2 separate regions of the Zea mays genome follow, and region 2 is linked to region 1. Evidence: chromatin contacts called from public Hi-C data. All regions are on one chromosome and are shown on one strand. Each heading gives the region's core, a stretch centred on a gene start, on an enhancer-like site or on the middle of the called end of the contact. The rest is flanking DNA. Distances are from core to core; before and after follow the strand shown.

Region 1 (3,822 bases), core at 875-3,374:
ATGGAGCGTGGATCGACGACATGGGCACGTGGAGTTGGCAGCGTGAGAGGATGCGTTGGGTCGGCGACACGAGGCTGGCAGTGTGGAAGGACACGCCGACGTGGTCGGGCTAGCGCGTAACACTAGTAGTATGGAAGGACGTTCTTGCGAGGCTGGGCTAGCGTGGCCGTGCGGTAGCGAGGACCACACGGAGAAGTGGTTTGGGTGGGATGGAAGGGAGGAGCGTGCACACGAGGGATGGAAGGGAGGGTTAATGCCATGTGGGTCCAAGTACATAAGTAAGTGAATGGACGACAATGGCATAGAGGAAATCAAAGTCTAAAACCGATGGCATAGAGGGAATGCTATAATTTCCAATGACACATAAGGAATTGGTATAATTTAATGGCATAGAGGGAATTTTCTCCAAATGGGAAAGCCCAAAACTCTTCCTTCTAGCTCACGGGGAAGGAAGAAAAGACTTTTCTTATTCCAAGCCAGCTACGAGACAAGTGAAACGGGCAGTTAGTTTAGTGAAGACCGCAGTTCCAGCAAAGACAGTGGAATGGTAAAGTTGTTCATTCTCAACGGGAAAGGATTTATCTATTGCAACGAGGCTAGTTTCAACAAGGTGAGCAAAGCTAGATACTTAGGCTTGTCCGGTTATTCCACCAACCCCTGCTCCCGACCTAGGTACATTATTCTTGGCAGCTCAAGACCTTTCTTGTTCCTTGCTCCCGTGGATCGATACTAGTTACTTACCTTTAATCTTACCTTAGTGTCTTTTACCTAACCTACTCGCTCGCTGAGCTTTTTTTTTATCTTGGTTATTGGTTTTTTACTCAAGTTAGAGCTTTTCTTTCGTGGTTTTTTTGTTGGTGTTTTTTTATTACTCCCTCCATTTTTTAGGGAAATTTGGATCCATACCATTAAAAGATCACCACTTTGGATCCATACCATTACTATCTCACTTACATGTGGGTCCACATGAGTCAATGACATGTGGGGTCCATGGTATATATCTAAAGTTTGAATCTTTTAATGGTATAGATCCAATTGTTCCTTTTTTTTATTTTGACGTTTTGTAGTACATTTTGTACTATAGCGTCAAATATTGAAAGACAGAGGCAGTATTTCGTATTCGACTGTATACCGTTTATTTGATTTACTGCTTGTTTTAGAGATTATACTCTCGTACAATATTTTTTTAAATATATATTCGTAAGTAAAATATAACATTTGTATAATACTTGTTAAGTATACGCTACATTCTCTTCCTCCGACATATGGAGAGAGAGGGGTTAACAAAATAATTGTGTGTGATGATGCTATCATTTCATAATTGCAATATATTGCTAACAAATACAACCCTTATTTTTTTCAAAGAACTAAAGAATTTTAATTTAGTTAAATCTATATAAAAACTTTTGACGTTTGAAATATTATATACGCTATTCACCACTTCAATTCAAGTGAAACTTCACCTAATTACCGATAATGACTAAGCGGTATTCAGTCATTTCTGAAAATTAGTAAGTGTTCTTACTTCGGCTCGGTGAAGTTAGGTGACAAATAATGCTGCACTATATAGAATAAGCATTATTATATTGATTATATAATATAAATATACAGTAAATCTAATTATAAACATCAATATTAATATTTTATATAAATTTATTTAAAATATAAAATATTAAATTAGTCAAAATCTAGAATTGTATTTTTTGATGGAAGCGTTAAACCAGCAAGCAATATCTATTAAGATAATTCGTTTAGGGGTAACGGAATCTACGCTATAAAATATTAATTTAGGGGTAACAGAATCTACGCTATAAAATTAAGGATCGAATTAGATTAGAATTGAACTTTATATCTATTCATTTTTAAACTAAAAATATTAAGAACCCTAATTTATTATGAAAATATACTCCATCTGTCCTATTATATAATTCGTTTTGATGTTTTTTTATTTAAATAGATATTAATAAATCTAGACACATATATAATATATCAAATATTGTATAAATCTATTAACATCTTAAAATCTTAAAAATAAATATTATTTTGGTATTAAGAGAGTATTTGGACTGTGCTATCACACTATTTGCAGCCGGTTTAGATCATGATTCGACGGCCGAGGACCCGCCCAAACGGCACCGGGAGTTGCCACTGGTGGCCCTCTCCAGTCTGCACGGAGGATCCTGGACGCCCTATATGCCGACTCGTCTCCTCTCTCTCTTTCTCTTTAAGTCTCTACCCCTTTCTCTCTCCTCTGTGTGCTCCTTGCCCTCTATACACCAGTACACCTCCGAAGCCGCCATTCCAGCAGCTGAGCTCGTCCTGCCAGGACGCAGTGCCAAGTGCCAACGGCACCACTATTCCACCGCCTGTGCCCCTTCCACGCGTGGAGATCTGAGCCGGCATTTCCTGGTAATCTTCAGCAACCAGCTCCGCTCTTGAGCCGCTCTCCCGATCCTAAATCCGGTACATGGGTGAGGCTGGGTTCAGATTAGTTGCGAATTTGCTGTTTCGGCAGGGTTCATAGCGGCTCCGCGAAATGCGGTATCGTTAGAGCCGAGTTGGCGCCGCCGCCGTTTGGATCTGGAGCTAGCTTCGTGTATTTCTCCATGAGCAGAAAAGTTTCAGTTTTTCCTCTCCTTTTCCTGTGTTTTAGTAGATCTAACTGGTCTGTTCGTTCTGCGAGAGGCAGTTGTCCCTGTTTCCATTTTCGTTTCTTCTGCCTGCTGATTCGTAACGGTGAGCGAAAATGGGTTCTTTGTGGAGAATCTGGCCTTCTGTCACCCCCCCCCCCCCCCCCCCCCCCCCCCCCCCCCCCCCTCCCCCCCCTAAACTCTGGCTTCCAAAAATTTTTATTTGCACTACCCCTGCTTGCCAGTTAGTTGATTAGGTTATCAAGTGTATATTTCTCTTTGGCGCCTTGCGTTCTCGCCTCTGAATTTATTTTTTTTTCTAAATTCCTCAGCAGTTTTAAAGACGTAGTTGTCGCTATGTCTCAATCACTAACTTTGGACCTTATGGTCTTTGCAGGGTGTGCGCTGGTTGCTGCGCTTGCCATTAAAAGGCTACTTTTCTGGGAGCTCCCTGGTGCTCTCATCTTGGAAGACGTTCAGTGGAAGGTGCAGGCTTGCCTGCCCAGGATGCCCCTGCCGGCGACGGACTGAGTTGGCGTATTCCTTGTCTGCCAGTGTTGAATTAGTCTAATTGGGCCATGGAGTCATCTGGCTGTAGCTCTGAGATAGTTGAGTCCACCGAGGAATTCGATACTACACCCTCTGGTGGATCCAGCTTGCTGCATATTAAACTCAAAGATGAGGAGAAACGCGGCAAAAGTCATGATTATTCTGTGGAAGATGACCTCGACCAGCTCCTTAAAGCTATCGATAGCAGGACCTTCCGACGCGCGCTTAGTCCTGGCAGTACAGGTGGAGATGCGCTGGGTAAGAGTGTTCTGAAGAAACCAGCTAGGTCTGGGTTGTCTCAAAATGCAGGCATTGGGATATCCTCCAAGGCTGTTAATATGAAGCAAGCGCTAAGAAGGCTATGCATTTCCCAGGCATCAGAAATGGCTGCAATGAAGAGGTTGTCGATGTCACCTGGATCTTCAAGTTCATCCGAAGCTGGGACTATCCACAGGCTTTATGCCTCTTTGATGGTCCAAAGTAGTTCTGAGGGTCTTCTGCATGATGATGAGAAGATGAACCTGATTGAAGTATCGATCACTCCAGAGAAGATTGATAAGAGTTCATCTAGAGGTACAAGTGAGTTCAGTGAAGACTGTGAATTTGAGACAGCTGATGGAAGTGCAGTCACCTCTACCTCTAT
Region 2 (3,822 bases), core at 513-3,012, 240 kb before region 1:
ATGGCAACTGAGGCGAGGACCATCATTATTGTGCGGAGGTATAGATGGCCAAATGGGCCGTGTCTAGCGGGCCGGCCCGAGGCACGACCCATTTAATAGTGCCTGGGCCAGCCCGGCACGAGGGCCGTGCCGTGCTTGGGCCGTAGCCTCGACCCGTAGTGTTGGTCCGGCCTGGCACGATTATATTTTTTATTTTACAAAAAAATCGTATATACATATGTACAATTTATATCTAATATTAAAAACATCCGAGCACGATGTTCTACTGGTTAGGCGGCTTCACCCAGTGTCTCCCGCCCTTCTTCCATCAGGGTGTGGGAGGTTGGTTGCATAGAGTGAAGCTAGTTAATTTGAAATAGATGTGAGGGTTTATTTGTAAAAAGATGACGTGGAACGACCGTTGAAACTGATGCTTTAATATAGTAGAGAATGATAAAAATAATGCAACAATAACATATGCATGGTCATCATTGACGGCCCTGAGGGTGGGGCGGAGGGGCCACCGCCCTAGGCTCCCAATTATATAGGGCCCCAAACCTAGTTATATATTTAATAATTAGACTATCAGACACAATAGCTCAATAATAAAGTGTTGAATAGTCAGCAGCCAAAAAGTGTTCACAGTCCGAACGTATTTAAACATGTTAGAAGAACTTTTAAGATAATACTATAATATGTATCTTTTTATTTATTTGTTGCTTGGTATGAAGTGTATATACTGGTACCATTTTTATATAACAATAGTTTGAAGGGTCTCTATTTTTAATTTGCCCCGGGCCCCTAGAACCTCCGGACCGTCGCTGATGGTCATGTGTTGTGTTGTTCATTAAAATTAAGTTGTCTCTAGAACTTTGTAGTAGTTCTGCACACGTTTTAAATATAAGCATACACACGTATTCGGAAACCCCTACATTGTGTATAGTTGATATCACCGTGAAACGACGGCACCCAAAAAACTGCAAGAAAAAAAATAGTCACATAGTTTTGGCACATTATTGATCGTTTTTAGATTTATCATATTTCATAGGATAGTCTAGGAGCCTAACCACAAATATGACAGAACATTCCAATGAAACACAACATTTCAATTAAATGATAAAAGGGCTAAAGGCCAAAGTCATGTTTTTCACTATGAACAAAATGACAAAAAGGCTAAAGTCATGTTTCTCACTATGAACAGGCAACATATAAGACAAGAGCAGACCTCGTATGCACAGTCGATGGTGAGGTTGATGCTCATGTGGTCGTCGAGAGTGGAGAGTGAAGTAGCTTGCCCAGCGACGGTATGGCATGAGTTAGCGGGTTGGCGTTGGCGGCCGCGGTCGCAGGGCTTGCATGTGCGGGCGTCGAACGACCACCACCTGGTTCCTGCTGAATTTCCGTCCATGCATCCTCGTATTTGCTTTAGTATCTGCATGTTCTAAAAACACCTGCAATACAGAAAAAACACAAGAATCAGATACATAGTGTGCCAGCATTACCCAAATGCTACTTTTAGAATAAAATATCAAAGGAGAATGAAAACTCACCTTTCCAACACCGATGACAGGAGCATTGCTGGTCCAGGTCAGGTCGTGGAATTATAATTTTCACCAAATATTCATGTCCGAGTGTTAGTGAGTAGATATATAGGTAAGAGGCTAATTCCTGTTTATTAAAACTGACTCGGGAATGGAGGCCCCGGATGGATTCACGTGTGTTCCGCCTCTTGCACGGCTACGCGTGCCTCGTGCAGTCCTTTTTGGCGTGTGGGCCCGTTTTGATGTCGCTCGCTCGTGCCGTCCAATCCACGCTCGCGCGAAAACCCGTCGTCCATGACACGCCCTCCAATGTCCATGCATCGGTGTCCGTGCTGCCATCGTCGGAGTGGAGTGTTTTCATCCGTCCCTGCCATCCACTGTGCCACCGTTTAGACGTTGTTCCATCCACGCTCGCGCGGAAATTGTCATCTGTGACACGCCCTTCAATGTCCATGTGTCGGCGTCCACGTGCTGCGACGGGCGTCGCTACCGTCGACGGGGGGAGTGTTCTGTCCATCCTTGCCATGCCATTGTGCCGCCATTTAGACGCCTCGGATTGGGGACGACGGTAAGGTCACGGCGATCGGACCTTCATCGACACAGCTCAGATCGGAGACGACGCCTGCATGGCGACCGACGCTTCGTCGTTAATTCCTATAAGTGCCCCTCCTTGTTAATGACTGGTCGTGGTCGTCGCCTGTAGATGTCATCGCTCTACAACCATCGTTGTGCTTGGTGCATGTGCCGTCAGGTGGAGGACTGCTCACTGGATTCCAAAATCCCTCAAATCCATGCCCATGCTGGTACCTTCTATTGTATATCGAGTCCCTCCGCCGGTGTCTTCCTTCTCCCTCGGCTTGGTACCTAGTAGGAGTTCCTTTCTCTTACTCGATTACATTGTCGTTGTCCATTCCTTTTGTTCAGCTCCCGACTTCTTTTCCTTTGCTTCCTCGCCATCTCCACATCGGATCCATGTGTGTTGGCTCATAGTCTATGTTGTTCTTTCAGATCTGACACGCGACAGGCCTGGCGAAGGCGCATATTGTGGGGGATAGATATCCCCCGGGTCCTCACGAACATAGAAACACATCATGGGCTACGTGATGGGCCTCCCAATGGCTTGCCTAGCGAGACAGGCCATCGGGCCACAACCAGGCCGGACGAGCTCGATCCAGGAAGACGAAGACCGGATGCCCGAGTTATACGTAGATCGAAGCGCTGATATCTTGGGCGAAGCCGTTATGCACACTTGAAGGGCTAACACACTCCGGATAAGCAGGAATACGTGCCACGATAAAGGAGGAATTAGGTAGAATAGATAGTGATAACAACTTGTAAAGGGATAACCCTCTGGTCACCTATATAAGGCTGAGGGGGTACCCCTACGAAAACATCTCATACCATCCCTCATCTATCACATCCTAGCACCACCTCAAAGCTCATAGCCCTTTTGTAATCCTCCACCACCCTTAGCTCATTTGTAATCCATATACCCCAGTGCAATTCCAATATACAGTCTCAACAAGAAGTAGGGTGTTACACATTCTAGCGGTCTGAACCTGTATAAACTCTCGTGTAATTCGACGTGCTCCCACACGTACCATTGAGTCGCAGTCAACAATGACGTTTTGCTCAAAAGCATCACGAGGGAAACCCCGTGGTGCACGGTCGAGTCTAAACATCGACAGCTGGCACGCCAGGTAGGGGTGCGACGTTGATCCACGATGACTCCATGGCTATCATCTTCAACATCCTAGTCACCTTCAATGATGGGGAGATCTTTCGCTTTGGATCCCTCTCCTGCATAGCAGATCAAAAAGGCATCCTACACCGCATTGCAGATCCATCCGAGAGGAGATCTTCTTCGATGGCACCAAATGCGGGGGTGGGCTCATCTCACCTGACTCCCACAAGAACTACGACAACGAATTCCAAGGCGTGAAAATCTCAACTAGCTTCCGCCCCACGCAGGATCACGCCTATGTTGGGTGGGCACAGGGCCATTGCGGCACCTATGGCTTGATCGACTAAGGCATCACCTCTATCACGGCGGACCCCTTTGTCCACATCACCCACTCGGGTGTGGACCCAGATCACTCGACGAAAACAAGCGGGTAACCCCAGCACCGGTATGGCCGCTGGAACAAGATCGACGACTGTTTCGGCCGCTTCGCTCACATGGGAGACGACCGGAGCACGAGACACTGCCCCACGCTCTTTCTTCTCGAATGTCCTCTTTATCTAGGGAAGAGTAGAGGGTGCACCCATCTCCGATGATGATCCTACTGTACTGGGGGAGGAG

Evidence for each region. Hi-C and Micro-C count contacts between places; a contact is called where the count stands out from the background.
Region 2: a contact with region 1 is called in a Hi-C map of ear, with 2.3 times the contacts expected there. The contact joins the enhancer-like site here to the promoter of LOC103650408 in region 1. A contact is called at or near these places in 2 of 25 Hi-C or Micro-C datasets (ear and tassel).

What each region holds. Positions count from the first base shown.
Region 1 is chr3:95,303,202-95,307,023 of Zm-B73-REFERENCE-NAM-5.0, reverse strand. LOC103650408 (serine/threonine-protein kinase D6PKL1) reads left to right here and starts at 2,124. Exons shown (of 3, transcript XM_008675976.4): 1 at 2,124-2,409; 2 at 3,028-3,822. The coding sequence starts at 3,209.
Region 2 is chr3:95,539,716-95,543,537 of Zm-B73-REFERENCE-NAM-5.0, reverse strand. No RefSeq gene overlaps it. Among protein-coding and RNA genes, the nearest start is that of LOC100272797, 28 kb to the left of the region's middle. Within about 2 kb of position 1,762, at least 7 of the 20 cell types and tissues checked have an H3K27ac peak or open chromatin away from gene starts, as enhancers often do. A contact at or near this core is called in ear and tassel, where this site is marked.